Linked DNA regions of Mus musculus: all the other regions are linked to region 1. The links are chromatin contacts, called in public HiChIP or PLAC-seq maps. All regions are on one chromosome and are shown on one strand. The core of a region is the stretch at or near the end of the contact, and the rest is flanking DNA. Distances in the headings are between cores, read along the strand shown. Region 1 overlaps Npas3 (neuronal PAS domain protein 3). Region 2 overlaps Akap6 (A kinase (PRKA) anchor protein 6). Region 3 overlaps Npas3 (neuronal PAS domain protein 3). Region 4 overlaps Npas3 (neuronal PAS domain protein 3).

Region 1 (3,068 bases), core at 400-2,899:
GGAGGTGAGTAAGGAGGAAGTTTGATGCCACAGGAGCGTACTGTATGATGCTTATCTGATTACTGTGAGCCACGGAAGGGAAGCAGGAAGCAGACACAGCTGGAACGCTGCTGCTATAAGGTATCTCAAGCTGTAGATAGCAGCACGAAGGGAAGGAAGAGGGAGTCTTTCAGTTCTCACCAGAGGTGCTCGGGTCCTGAAGGGTAACCCACTGGGACAGAGATGTGTGTGAGCATGGGCATCGGTACTCTTTCTCACAGATACCCAATGTGATTCAAAGGCCAGGTTGCAGAGGGAGAGCTCATAGAGTGAGCTCTTTAGAAACCATGAAGTAACTGATGGCGATAGCAGGGGTTTTGTTTAAACCAACCAGCCCAAACAGCTTCTGGAATGAGTGGTTCTTAAAATTGTATGTGCCACGAGAAAAGAAAGCTTGTAAGGAAGGCGGATTCCCAGGCCCCATCTCTACCACTTTAGATTCTTTGTCTCTCAGGAGGTCCGGGGCACTGGCTCTCCCTGCTGCTTGGTATGGCAGAGGTTGGCAGGCCTTACTGTCCACCCAGCTAAGGCTTCTCTCCACAGAGAGCTGGATGAGCCCATGGAGCCTAAAAAGGCCACCCAGGGGCACGCATAGCCTGACTTCCAAAAAAGAAAAGCATGTATTTACAATGAACTCTGTACTGAAAAATAGTCAGACCTAGTGCTTTTTGGTTCCCAGACAACGGAGGATTGGCACCTGATAGGCAGGAGGCCTGAGCTGGTGCAGGGGTGGGATGTGGGGTGGGGTGTGTGTGGGGGGGAGTGTGTGTGTGAGGGGGCTAGAGACAGGCTTCCGGTGCTTGCTTTTTTCTTTGTGAAAGGGTCTGCCTTCTCAGTGGCTATACCACAGTGGGCTGCTCTGTTGTGCTGGGAGCCTCCTGGGGGAGGCTGAGCTCTGCCAATCCCCTCCCCCTCCCCATCCTGCCGCTGGCTCAGCTCCTGATTAATTCAGGGGATCCTGGGAGGTTAACCCTTAATTTGATGGCTCCAGCGGGGGAGCTGAGAGATTGCTGGTAATTCATCACCCTTGTTTTATTTTTTTTTTAATAGAAATATTTTCTAAGGCAACAAGTAAAAATTCCCTTTTAAAATCCACATTTAATATACATTAGATAGAGCATCCTCTCCTTACATGACTGGGTCCTCCAAACATAAGTTACTCCTCATCTATCTCTTTTAACAAAGTTCAAATACATAACATGGAAAACAGAACTATAACTAGAGCCAAAGGTCTCAAAATGGGCCCAGATCCCATATCTGCCTCTTGTTCCCTCTGGAGAAAACAGCCTTTCTTCTACCAAAGATAAGATATATATATTTTTTATTGGGATAGTTTAACTAAGCTGCCAGATCTCCTTAACGAGATTATGTAAATGTATGCCAAGGATATAAACCACATTTTCTCTGAGAGTGGAACACTTCAAATATCATTTAATAAAACAGGACCATGGTAGAAACACCTCTATAAATTGTTATGTGGCAAAGTGAGAAGACGGAGCTGTACACATCTGATCAAATTTCACCTGATTCAGTTACTATATTAAAGTCTCCTAGAGAAGGACAGAGCACCATTGTGCTGTAGGAGAGGGCAAGTTTCGCATCCCCTGTCAGTTGGTGTGGAGGATGGGCATCACCCTTCCTGGCCCCCCAGAACCCCTGGTGGCTTAGCGCCACTGACAGGGCAGAGAGGCAGTTCTTCTCAATATAACAGGCTTCGATTGTATCTTCCAACCATGTTGGGAAACAAAGAAGATTTGGAACAAGTCTCATGCCAGGCAAGGGATGAAAACTGGCTTCCTATTTCCTCCTCCTGCTCTACTTCTCAGAGAGAGATGCTATGATATGTGATACACTGTCTTTGGAACCCATAGGCTCATAGCTTACTGGGAAAGATCTAATAAATTCTATGTTTGGCTAGAAACAAAGGCAAGGGTATGTTCCTGGCCCTCGATTAACTCCTTGCTACATTCGGCATACATTTCCTGAGTTCAACAACCAGTCATATTCTGCATCTCTTATTTTTGTCTCAAGTTTGCTAGCAGAATTTTATATTGATGTTCTAAACTATAACAAAGCCAATGAATGTTCAAAGCCAGCCGAGAGGTGCTCCCTGCATGAAGACAGCAGTCCCAGCCAAGAGGAAACATGAAGGTGGCCTCACAAAAGGGCACGTGTCCTGCCCCTCCTTCATCATACAGAACTATGGGATGATAACGCGTGTGTTTTGACCAGAAAGGAAAACGTTAAGAGATGATTTAGATACCGAGTGTCGCCAGCTCTTCTCTCCCTCAGTTATAGAAGTTAGAGAATTAAAAAGAGTTAGCCACATGGACTTGACAGCCAAGCTGACCATCAGTGGAGGGCAGTCTCCTCAGGAGGAGGAGTTTTTAAATTTTCCTCTTAAAGGAAAAACATAAGTAATAATGTTTATGCTTGATAGTTAAAGTTGTTTAAAGCAAACAGGTAGGTCAGTTTTAAACTCCAGTATTCCACGAATTTAGATATAACACTCCTTAATGATCAAACCCAGTAATTACTTGCCCAGTGCTTTCCCTACCAATTCAGGATGAAATGTCAGAGGACATTTTCCTCTATTCTTTTCCTAAATATATACGTGTGTGTGTGTGTACATGTACACACATGTCTGTCAGCCTCTCTGTCTGTGTACATATATAAACGAATTGATCAAACTTAGGACTTTAACTTTCCAAAGACCCATGCACTGACATGGGTCATTATCCATTCAGCAGATGCAATTCCAACAGTCTCGGGCCTTCTGTGTGAGCCGCCAGCTCATTTGCTGCGTTTGGTTTATTCAGCCATGATTAGAGATAGTCATTTACAGTCACACATTTGGAAACTCCTTAACCAGCTTCTAGCAGTTTCTTTTCCGAAGCTGTTTAAATAGATGAGGGTGGAGTGTCAGCAGCGACAGCACTTTCCCCCGTCTTGCTGATTTCCGTTGCTATTTCTATGTCTTTATCAGGATTTCCATTTTATAGCAAGGCTTAAAACAAGGCTTGGGGCAC
Region 2 (3,068 bases), core at 314-2,813, 910 kb after region 1:
ACAAACCACAATGGATGTTGCACAGGTTGTTCAAAACTTCAGGATGAATGCTTCTAGCAGGTAACAAATGATTTTGATAAAGGTTTCCATGAGATTTTATACTTCTGATTCATGATACAGAATCCTTAGATGTACTAAAAATGTAGAATTATGTTTGAGATTTTAAGAGAAGAACACTAAAGTTTCTGAAATCCCCGTATATTTAAAAACTCATCTTGTTTGGAATAAAAGCAGTGGTCCTGGGTCTTGTGGTTTGGATATAAAAAGGTCTGAGGGTTGAAAGCTTATTCCTCAGCTGGCGGCAGGAAAGTAAATGGGTCATCATGAGGATCCGAACCTCATTACTGGGTTGACCCACCGGGAATGGAGGGAGAGCCTCTCTGGTGGGAGGAAGTCACGGGGGACTTGTTTCTGAAGGCTGTATCTTTTTCTCTCCACTTCCTGCCTTCCGTGAACTGGGCTGCTTTGCTCTCCCACGAGTTCCCAGTCCGGATGTTCTATCTTACCTGGCCCAAAAGCAGTGGAGCCAATCGTATCTGATCAGAAACCTACGAAACTGTGAACCAACGAGTTCCTTCCCCTGCAATTGATTCATTCCAGTGTTCTGTCGTAGCAACAAAAGTGGAGGCTCCCAGTCCGATTTTACATGTCAGCACAGTAACAGAAAGCAGAGATTTCTATGTCAAGGAAATAATAATTTAAACCCAGAGAAAATTAGATTACATATAAATTTATTTTGTAAAAGAAAAATAAAATGCACTCTTTAGGGGTTAGGGTGTATTTAATTTCCCCCCTTTTGGGCTAACTATAACTAAGTGCTCTAAGTTGTTCGAATGTGGCTCCTTAGGAGGGCTACCTACAGAATACACTGAGTTCATACTACACATAAGCAAGACTCTGGGCTGCCAGCAGGGCTAATTACCTACACCAAACCTGCTGGCTTCACTCCCTTAAGGCCGTTGGCAATGCAGCCTTTGTGGCTGGAGTCTCTGCTGTGCTTGCATTCAGTGTGTTAGAGAGCATTTTATATTACACGGATCCTGGTGGTTGCTTTTTCGTTAATACATTGGAAGTAATCAGAAACATACATATAATTCCAGATGATCTCCACCTCTGACCAGATCAGCCATAGTTTCCAAAGGACTTCCTTGTAAGCTGTGCTATTGGGGACCACCAGGGACATCCAGATGGATAGAGATTCCTTGTGTTATTCCTGCAGAGAGCTCCCATATTAAATTGACAGAGCTGTCACTTTTTTCCTCAACACCTAAAGTCCCCTCCTTCACCAGATTAATCATTTTGCTTAGTTGTTTAGCAAAGTACTAGGTGAGCTGTGACTCCATAAACTTTAGGAGCTCATTTATTATGTTGCCTGATCAGAGCTTACATTTATTTACACAGTGTACCCATAAAAACCTAGCTTTCATTAGTGCTGGGAGAAACTGCCCTGCTCTCCTCACTGGGGAAGGTGAAGCTGGAGAAGATAATTAGCCATGAAACAATAAGGAGGCTTGCTGGGTAAGCAGTAGTGTGAAAACAGTTACTCCTCACAAAAGAGGGGAAATTAGCTTGCTGGATAAAAAAGGAAGTGTCAGATTGAAGACTGAAAGGCCTGCCAACAGAAGTAGATAGCTCTATGCATCATTAATGAAATTTTTTAACACTTAAACGCCACAGCTGTCCACATTTAAATGCATGTATATGCCATGTGTTTCCAAAGATTAATATGCATGCTAAAATATTTCTTTCCTCCTTAAACTTCTACATGGTGTCTCTGTCTATCTCATTTCACCTATTTTCTTTCCAAGAATCAAAATGCACCAGCTTTCTCAACGTTGTGCCCTCGCTTCCAAAGCCCACATACGCCATGCATCCCGGAGATGGGCAGTGTGCTCATTATATTTTAACAAACACATTATTTTACATTCATAATACCGCTATTTTAGTAAACAGCGAGTTTGTTTTGATTTTTCTGCTTCACAGAGTGAGGACTTATGATGTGCGTTTCCTTTCAAAACTTCCTCCTGGAGCACCAGCGCTCCCTGAAGCAGCCCCGTTTTTGGCAGAAATTCAGTTCTGTGCAGTGCCAAAAGAAATAGAATCAACAAACACTGCTCCATGCAGCTGGCGAGATCATTTACATATTACTGCACACCAAACATGAAGACCTGAATATGGATTAGGGCTCCTGTGATGACACAAATGTCATATAGATAAAGAAAAACAAAATCCAACACATCGTTGTTTATTTTGCCATTGCTACTGTATGAGTGCTGTTAAGGGAAAAAAAAGGGGGGGGGGTGGCTGCATTTTGAAAATTGGCCTCCTTTCTCTATGTGAAGTGGGCTCTTTCTAACTAATGCAAGAAAAGAAGGAAGCAGAGAGGCATGAGTCGGACCCCTCGCATCCTCCCGGTTTGCTTTGTCAGTTAAAACAGTTTTAATGTCCTTGGTTTAGATGTGGTGGATTGGTGATCTTACAAGAATCCTTTAAAAATCCTTTAAAATGCAAAGCTACCTGAATCCCCATCTAGCCCCTTCTCCACCTTGATTATTTCAGACTAAAACTGAGTTCTTCAATTGGGTTGCAGTCCCTGGTAGGGGGTGGAAGTGAAGGTCCAGTAAAGATGCTTCAAGAAGTACACCATGTGCAGTGGGAGGAATTGCCTAGCATCCTTAGCTGATATGTTTTGGTCCTCATCTCTGCACATGAAGCAGGTTGCATCCGGTTGACTCTTTTAAATCTCAGTGAGATGGGTGGCCTAGGGAAGAGGATAGGTATTGCTGCAACTCTTTTCCCCATCCCCAGCCTTGGGGAAAGCAAATGCTGTAAGAAGAGCCAACAAAGGTGATGCGGATAAAGATGATCGGGAATGGATGAGGGATAAAGGGAATATAAGACACTTTGTTCCCCATCATATTAAAATTCTTTATCCCGAATTGAACAAAATTGACTTACATGCAAAAATGCTCTCGAGATGAATTATTTTAGTAGCTTCTAGACCTTTAACCTCCAGGATTAATTGGTGTAGCTCCTCTTGCTTAAGGCTAAAGGGGGAGGGGCCAACG
Region 3 (3,068 bases), core at 340-2,839, 740 kb after region 1:
AAAGATGTCTTACATCTGATTTCTGATTTGAACTGTTTATATATTGACATCTTGATGTATTTTATTGAACTTGTACTTGTTGCAAATTTTTCAAGAATTTCCATTTTCTTCTGCTGATGTAGAAGTAGAGATTAATAACAATAACGAACTTTAACTGGATATTCACAGTTAAAAATTAAAAATAAATATTTTATGCATATGCTGAACTATGGTCAAACTGTTTATGTGCTCTCCAAATACAGGAAATGATATGGAATGTTCCAAATTAAGTCCTGGTAAGACCTAACAATAATAAAGAGTAATTAAAATTATTTTATGTATTCTCACTGAATATGAGTTATATAAGTCCACAAAATTTAACTCAAAAAACAAATCAAAAATTTAGTATTCAAATTTACATCTGTAACATCTATAATTTTTTCAAAATTTAAAATTCTATGCTAGCCTACTGTGGTTACAGCCATCAATTTTTATCATATGTCTTATACAGACCACAGTACATTTTTCTGTTTCGGGGGAGGGGAGTAGGAAGTCTGTAATATTAACGTAAAAAAAAATTCTCATTTTGGCATGCCTCTAACAAGAGCTCCTGTAACAGTCTGTCTGAACTCAGCCCCTACACTCAGGGATCCTCCGGAATTTTTAAATCCACCCTGGAAAATGTAACATTTTGTTAAGCAGCTGATGCTATACACACGCTGGGCCAGGCCGAGCATTCCTTCGTCCTGATGTCATGGGCCAGCGTTTGTCTCAGAAGACATCTTTTGTAATTTCAACCAAAAGGCAAAAGAAACCAGAGCTGTGAACAGACAGAGGGAGCGAGGAGGAAAGCTACTTAGAACAATTCCCTCAAAAGCATTCTGACACAAACCTGTCTATTTTTAAGTCACTCAACATGCACCCTCGAACATAAAGCCTTCCGACTTTTATGAAGTATTGTGTGTATTTTCAGACTGTTGGTTTTTAAAATATCCCTGCTTTATGGTAATGTGTCACAGGGAAGTTAGCTATAGTTTCATGAAAGACGTTTTCATTCCTGACTGGCATCTTCTCAATAGCTGGGGCCCAGGCACACCGCTCTCTTCCCGGCAAGGCCCTCTGGGCTGAGAACAGTGCGGCATTCATAACTTACTCTCGGCCCTGCGGGGCAGTGCACAGAAAAGCTTCTCTAGCCTAATGGGTTACATCACTGCAAAGTCTTCCACTTGGCCTAGGTGAAAAACATGAATGCATGCCCCATTCATTTCTCCACCTTAAAAAAAAAATCGAGTAAAATCATATCCACTCTGGAGGGGAGACCTGCATTCCCACAGGCCGGCTGGAAAAAAATGTCCGACCCTGCCCTCAATCCTCGGCAGTGCCACCACAAACTTGGTGAGCCCACGACTCAGTAGCCCCCTCAAGATGATAGTTCCAACCTGGGCCCCCACCAAATAATATTTCAAAATCATGTATGAATTGATTATTGTTAGTATCACCTTTAGATGGAGGTCACATTTTAAAAATATACTGACATGCAGTCATGGAAACAAAACCCTCCCTCTCCACTGACCTCAGCACCATAAACCAGTGCAAACAGACGGCTCCCCGGGTCCTGGCTCCACAGCTTCCTGATGGTCAGAACAAATCAGCCCCGTCCAACGCTTTTCTGAACATGCCAAATATCTGTGATTCCTTGCAAGGTAGGCACCCGGTAGTCTAGCCAAAATATTTTCTATTGAACAGAACACATTCCCCTTTCTCCTTATTAGCATATGCGTTTCTCAGCGGAACCCGGGTTAAGACTTCTGAACATTCCTACCTTTTTCCTAAAACATAAGCTTAAGTGTGGGCACATTTGTGGGGAGGAAAGCCCGTGGCTCTTATGCTCCCTGCAAATCATACAAACGCAAGTGAGCGATGTCAACTCAGAGCCCCCTGCTCGTGTCTCTGAAAGTGAGGTCCCCAAACTACCGCTACACAGTGGCAATCTGAAAGGGCGTGGCATTCCACAGAGTTCAGAATCCCCGGTGAATTCCATGTCCACTCAGGTATCTGTGAGAATGCCCACTCTATGCCCTCTCTGAATGACAGGTTAACTCACGTCAATCATGAAGCACTGTGGACTTTCTGACTGATGCCTCACTCACAGCCATCTGCCCTTGATCACGACCGTCCACCTTCTCTCACCAGCCATGCTGTGACAGAACCGTAAAGCTTCTCCTAGATCCTTCCCATGCATTATGGAGACTCAGCTGCTGACATCCAGGCCCCGACTCTAAGACCTGAGCATCCTTGTGAAACACACGTAGGCTGACTGCTTGTCCTCCTGTGAGCCCTTGAGACCGATCTCAGCCTCTGATTTCTTTCCTCTTCCATGGCATGCCCTCTCTTGGGAGTTTAGTTCCATTTCATTTGTTCAATAAATACAATCTTTCATGGACATATGTAGAAACAAGCAAATAAACGTGGAAAAAAAAAAAAAAAACCCAAAAACTTCCTCAGAAAGCCTCCACCGAAAATTCCAAAAGAAAGTCAAGTCTAAAAGAAGCTAAAAGTCTAACAGAAGTTTTTGTTTTCTAGACAAAACGTGTCTCTTTGGCATTAGACAAATGCTGCAGGAAACACTGGGGGTTATGATTTGCGTAGGAACAGCTAACACGGCAGGCAAGGCGAATCCTCCTAAGCAGTCCCTGGCTGTGGTGCTTGTGTTGTGTGGATGTCTGTCCTGCAGGTTACCGACTAGAAAGCAAAGCCCAACAGATTCTACAGCGCACTGGAGCATCTACTCAAACATGGCCTAAATTCCACGAACGTAAGACAGAGGTCATGGAGAGCTCTATTGTCAAGCCCACCACTAAGATGTGCCTTCCTCCTCACCAGCGTGTCCTTAGGTGACGATAAGCAGGCCTTGCTAAGACAGGATATTTAGACATGCCAGGACATATGGCCCCCATAAATTTTTAGCGATAATCATTATCATAATTTAAAGAACCCCCATTAAAAGGAAATCGACATAAATTGGTCCTCAAATTATTTACATCCTTCTGCACACTATACTCTGGACTTGAGGGGTTGACATCCAATCA
Region 4 (3,068 bases), core at 346-2,845, 710 kb after region 1:
CCACACAGCTTCAATGTACGGCACCGTTTACCCCCACAGCAACTGCAAGCCACAGGGCAACTACTGGGAGATAGAGGGTCAACTAGAGTCAACTAGAAAAATCTTTGCCTTGATAATGGTTTTTAAGATGGCATCACTGTGAAGAGATTTAGCCAAGCCTGATAGTTCAAAGGGACTGGTATGGAGAAAAAAAAGGAGTCTCTCAGATCTTTGTCTCTCAAGCATTGAGGAAATGAAAGATATTTGTGAGATAGTAGAAGTGGAGCAGGAGAGAAAAAGACCATGAACTTCCTCACAAAATGTCATCATAGTCCGCCATATACTGAATGCTCAAAACAGACCAAGCAGTGTGTCCTTTAGATATAATTAGGTCATTCCCTTATCCCGGTATTACTCTGAGTATCTGCCTTTAGCAGATAGCAGTGGAGGCTGAATTTTGGATCACATGCTCAATCCAGCTAGCTGACGGCCAGATTGGAACCTAAATTCATCTGATCTTAAAACCGGCCATCTTGGTCTCTAAACTGTTGTCCCATAGCAGCACTTAAGATGATAAACACGCGGCCTGACTGTAAGGATTAATTGGTATTGATTCCTCTATTCTTCAGAACACATCTCCTTGGTATCTCAAGTGAGAGTCAGAGCCATTTTCTGAAGGCAGGATGCAAATTTCAATCACCAATCATCAATATTTTGAAAGACATAACAACACAGATGAGACATTCTTTTTTTAAAAAAAAAAAATCTATCAAGGACTATAAATAGCATGTGCACTGTTTTGCATGAAAATGACCCCGTTTGTGAACATTTGTGCCCGTTCTTTATCCTGAGTCCAGGTCTGTCGGTGGAAAGAGGAGTGACTCCTACAGAGGCAAAGTGAAAGAAGTTTCTAAGCAATGGAATCAAAAAGTTCATTTCTTGAAATCGGATGCTTTAAATGGGGTGTTTTGAAGACATTGTTCATATCTATTCAAATAGACCCCAGCCTGACCTAATGTTAATCTGTCACTCCTAACTGATCCTTTACAAAGCCTTAGACCACTGCTTACAAAAGGAATGTAGTTTATTACAGTTGTTGCACTCCAAATGAATATTGATTTCAATCTCAGGATGCTATGAAAGGACTTGCATCAATTACACAGTACATCAGAGTCATAATGCGAGTTACCTAGTTCCAATGATGCACCCAGCAAATCAATCATTCACTTTCACACACCTTCCAAGAGGCACCAGTCACCATGAGCTTCCTTTATCTAAGCCTTGAAATGAGCCAAGCAGTGCAAAGCACTGATAGAAAAGGAAACCATCCCCGGGTTTTATAAACCATAGGCTACTGTCAGAAAGCCATTATAATTACTCCCTTTCAAGTGGGCTGTGTGTTAATACAAATACAAATGAGGGGGTAAAAAAAAATGAAGCCTTAATGACAGCATTACGAGGGGAGGTTTCTCCTTTACATTATTTATTTATTCAATGGAAAATTATTTGGCAATTATGATAAAGCAACTAGAGGACAATGGCTTTCCTTTGAATCACTAATTAAAATGCTGATTGCCTGTGGCGTGAGATGTGTGGTTATGGTCAAACAAGAACCTTCATTGTACTAAACAGCTTGGGCTGGCCTGACACCTGGGTGGTGAAGGGACTGTAGGAATCAAGCTGACTTCATTTACTAAATTCAAACTCATTTTTATTCAATGAAATTTGAGGATAATATGAAGTTGAGCAAGATAATGCTTAGGCCAGTAATCTTAAAGGAAAGAGGGAGGGTGGGAGGGATGGAGGGAGAGAGGGGGTTGGGAGAGAAAAAGGGAAGGAAGGAGGGAGGGAGGGAGTGAGGGAGAGAGAGAGTGAGAGAGAGAGAGAGAGAGAGAGAGAGAGAGAGAGAGAGAGAGACTGTCTGTCCAGGTTCTAAGAGTATCTTTGACACCTTTCATGTGGGTTCCTGGGAAAGCGATTTCTTGAAGTAAGCTTGTACTTCCTGTGTCCTTATGATTCTCTTTCGGCCACCTTTATGCACAAGCAAGTATCAAAGACATGTCACCTTCTTAGCATTAATGCACTTTAAACAGACGATTCTCTCCAATAATAGGAGAAACACTTCACTATTAATTGTGAAGAGGAAGTTGCCTAGCATATAATGAATCTAGTGCTTTGGATTTTACTAACTAAAATGATAGCTTTCATAAGAACACTAAAATAGTCATTTTCTAAAATGAAAATATGTTTCATTGCCACTGGTTTGTGGTCTTTAAAGAAGTCTGCGGAATTCATAAAGTAAAACTGAGGTGAACACCATTAGCCTATGACATCATTTTAAATCGCAGTCTTTGGAAAAGACCCATTCTCTCCCTGAATGACAAGCGCTTAGATTTGGAAGCACTCGTTTCCCATTTGAGAATTCCCTCCAGAGCATCGGCCAAGAAGCTCAGGCTGTGCAGAAGCTCGGGCTGTGCGGAAGCTCAGGCTGTGCAGAAGCTCGGGCTGTGCACCATCTAGAGAAGATGCTGAGCGCTGCTTGAAAGGCAGGGACCATGCCACCTGTAAATCATCTGGAGGTCAGCTAAATGCCAAGGTCGGCCCGGCATTCTCCAGCTTCCACCCCAGCATCTGTTCTGCATCACGAGATGAACTAGTCCCTCTCCCAAAAGAACCCCTAATGGCTAGTCATTGTCAACTTGACTGAATTTTGAATCACCTAAGAGACATAACCTTAGGGCCTATCTTTGAGGAAAATGAGAAATTTAACTGAGGAGTGAAGACACCATCCCACAGTGGAACTGATTACAGCATTCCATATTCTTGGGCCCCAGACTGAATAAAAAGGAGAAAAAGCCCAGTGAGGGTTTGCATCCCACTGCCACCCCCACCCATCTCAGATTCTTGACCCAGGCCACTGAGAGAGTTCTTGCAGCCACGCCCCACTCCAGGGTGGATTCCCTGTAGCTTCAGACCCAGAGGCAGTATAACAGTATAAACCCTTCCAAGTGCTTTCTGGCAATTCTCCCACTTCCTTCCAAGCCTTATTTATCCAAACTTGTGAACAGTCATTCTTCCAGAAAGCCTTA

What was found. HiChIP or PLAC-seq counts read pairs in DNA pulled down with a chosen protein or histone mark.
Region 2: a contact with region 1 is called in an H3K27ac HiChIP or PLAC-seq map of oligodendrocyte precursor cells, with 6 times the contacts expected there. The contact joins two enhancer-like sites. A contact is called at or near these places in 2 of 115 datasets of contacts at active chromatin or transcription factors (embryonic basal ganglia and oligodendrocyte precursor cells) and 1 of 9 other capture datasets (embryonic stem cells).
Region 3: an H3K27ac HiChIP or PLAC-seq map of oligodendrocyte precursor cells shows a contact between it and region 1, with 5 times the contacts expected there. The contact joins two enhancer-like sites. A contact is called at or near these places in 1 of 484 Hi-C or Micro-C datasets (embryonic fibroblasts) and 5 of 115 datasets of contacts at active chromatin or transcription factors (embryonic basal ganglia, embryonic forebrain, embryonic stem cells and 2 more).
Region 4: a contact with region 1 is called in an H3K27ac HiChIP or PLAC-seq map of oligodendrocyte precursor cells, with 5 times the contacts expected there. The contact joins two enhancer-like sites. A contact is called at or near these places in 1 of 115 datasets of contacts at active chromatin or transcription factors (oligodendrocyte precursor cells) and 1 of 9 other capture datasets (embryonic stem cells).

The regions. Positions count from the first base shown.
Region 1 is chr12:54,032,677-54,035,744 of GRCm38.p6, reverse strand. All of the region lies in intron 7 of Npas3 (neuronal PAS domain protein 3), which reads right to left. Among named protein-coding and RNA genes, the nearest start is that of Gm35818, 110 kb to the left of the region's middle. Within about 2 kb of position 1,649, at least 36 of the 459 cell types and tissues checked have an H3K27ac peak or open chromatin away from gene starts, as enhancers often do. A contact at or near this core is called in oligodendrocyte precursor cells, where this site is marked.
Region 2 is chr12:53,123,351-53,126,418 of GRCm38.p6, reverse strand. All of the region lies in intron 12 of Akap6 (A kinase (PRKA) anchor protein 6), which reads right to left. Among named protein-coding and RNA genes, the nearest start is that of Npas3, 120 kb to the left of the region's middle. Within about 2 kb of position 1,563, at least 44 of the 459 cell types and tissues checked have an H3K27ac peak or open chromatin away from gene starts, as enhancers often do. A contact at or near this core is called in oligodendrocyte precursor cells, where this site is marked.
Region 3 is chr12:53,290,757-53,293,824 of GRCm38.p6, reverse strand. All of the region lies in intron 1 of Npas3 (neuronal PAS domain protein 3), which reads right to left. It overlaps Gm51419 (a long non-coding RNA gene), which reads right to left. Exons shown (of 2, transcript XR_003950183.1): 1 at 1-3,068. Among named protein-coding and RNA genes, the nearest start is that of 1700030L22Rik, 25 kb to the left of the region's middle. Within about 2 kb of position 1,589, at least 104 of the 459 cell types and tissues checked have an H3K27ac peak or open chromatin away from gene starts, as enhancers often do. A contact at or near this core is called in oligodendrocyte precursor cells, where this site is marked.
Region 4 is chr12:53,320,613-53,323,680 of GRCm38.p6, reverse strand. The region is part of intron 1 of Npas3 (neuronal PAS domain protein 3); the gene reads right to left. Among named protein-coding and RNA genes, the nearest start is that of 1700030L22Rik, 5.0 kb to the right of the region's middle. Within about 2 kb of position 1,595, at least 7 of the 459 cell types and tissues checked have an H3K27ac peak or open chromatin away from gene starts, as enhancers often do. A contact at or near this core is called in oligodendrocyte precursor cells, where this site is marked.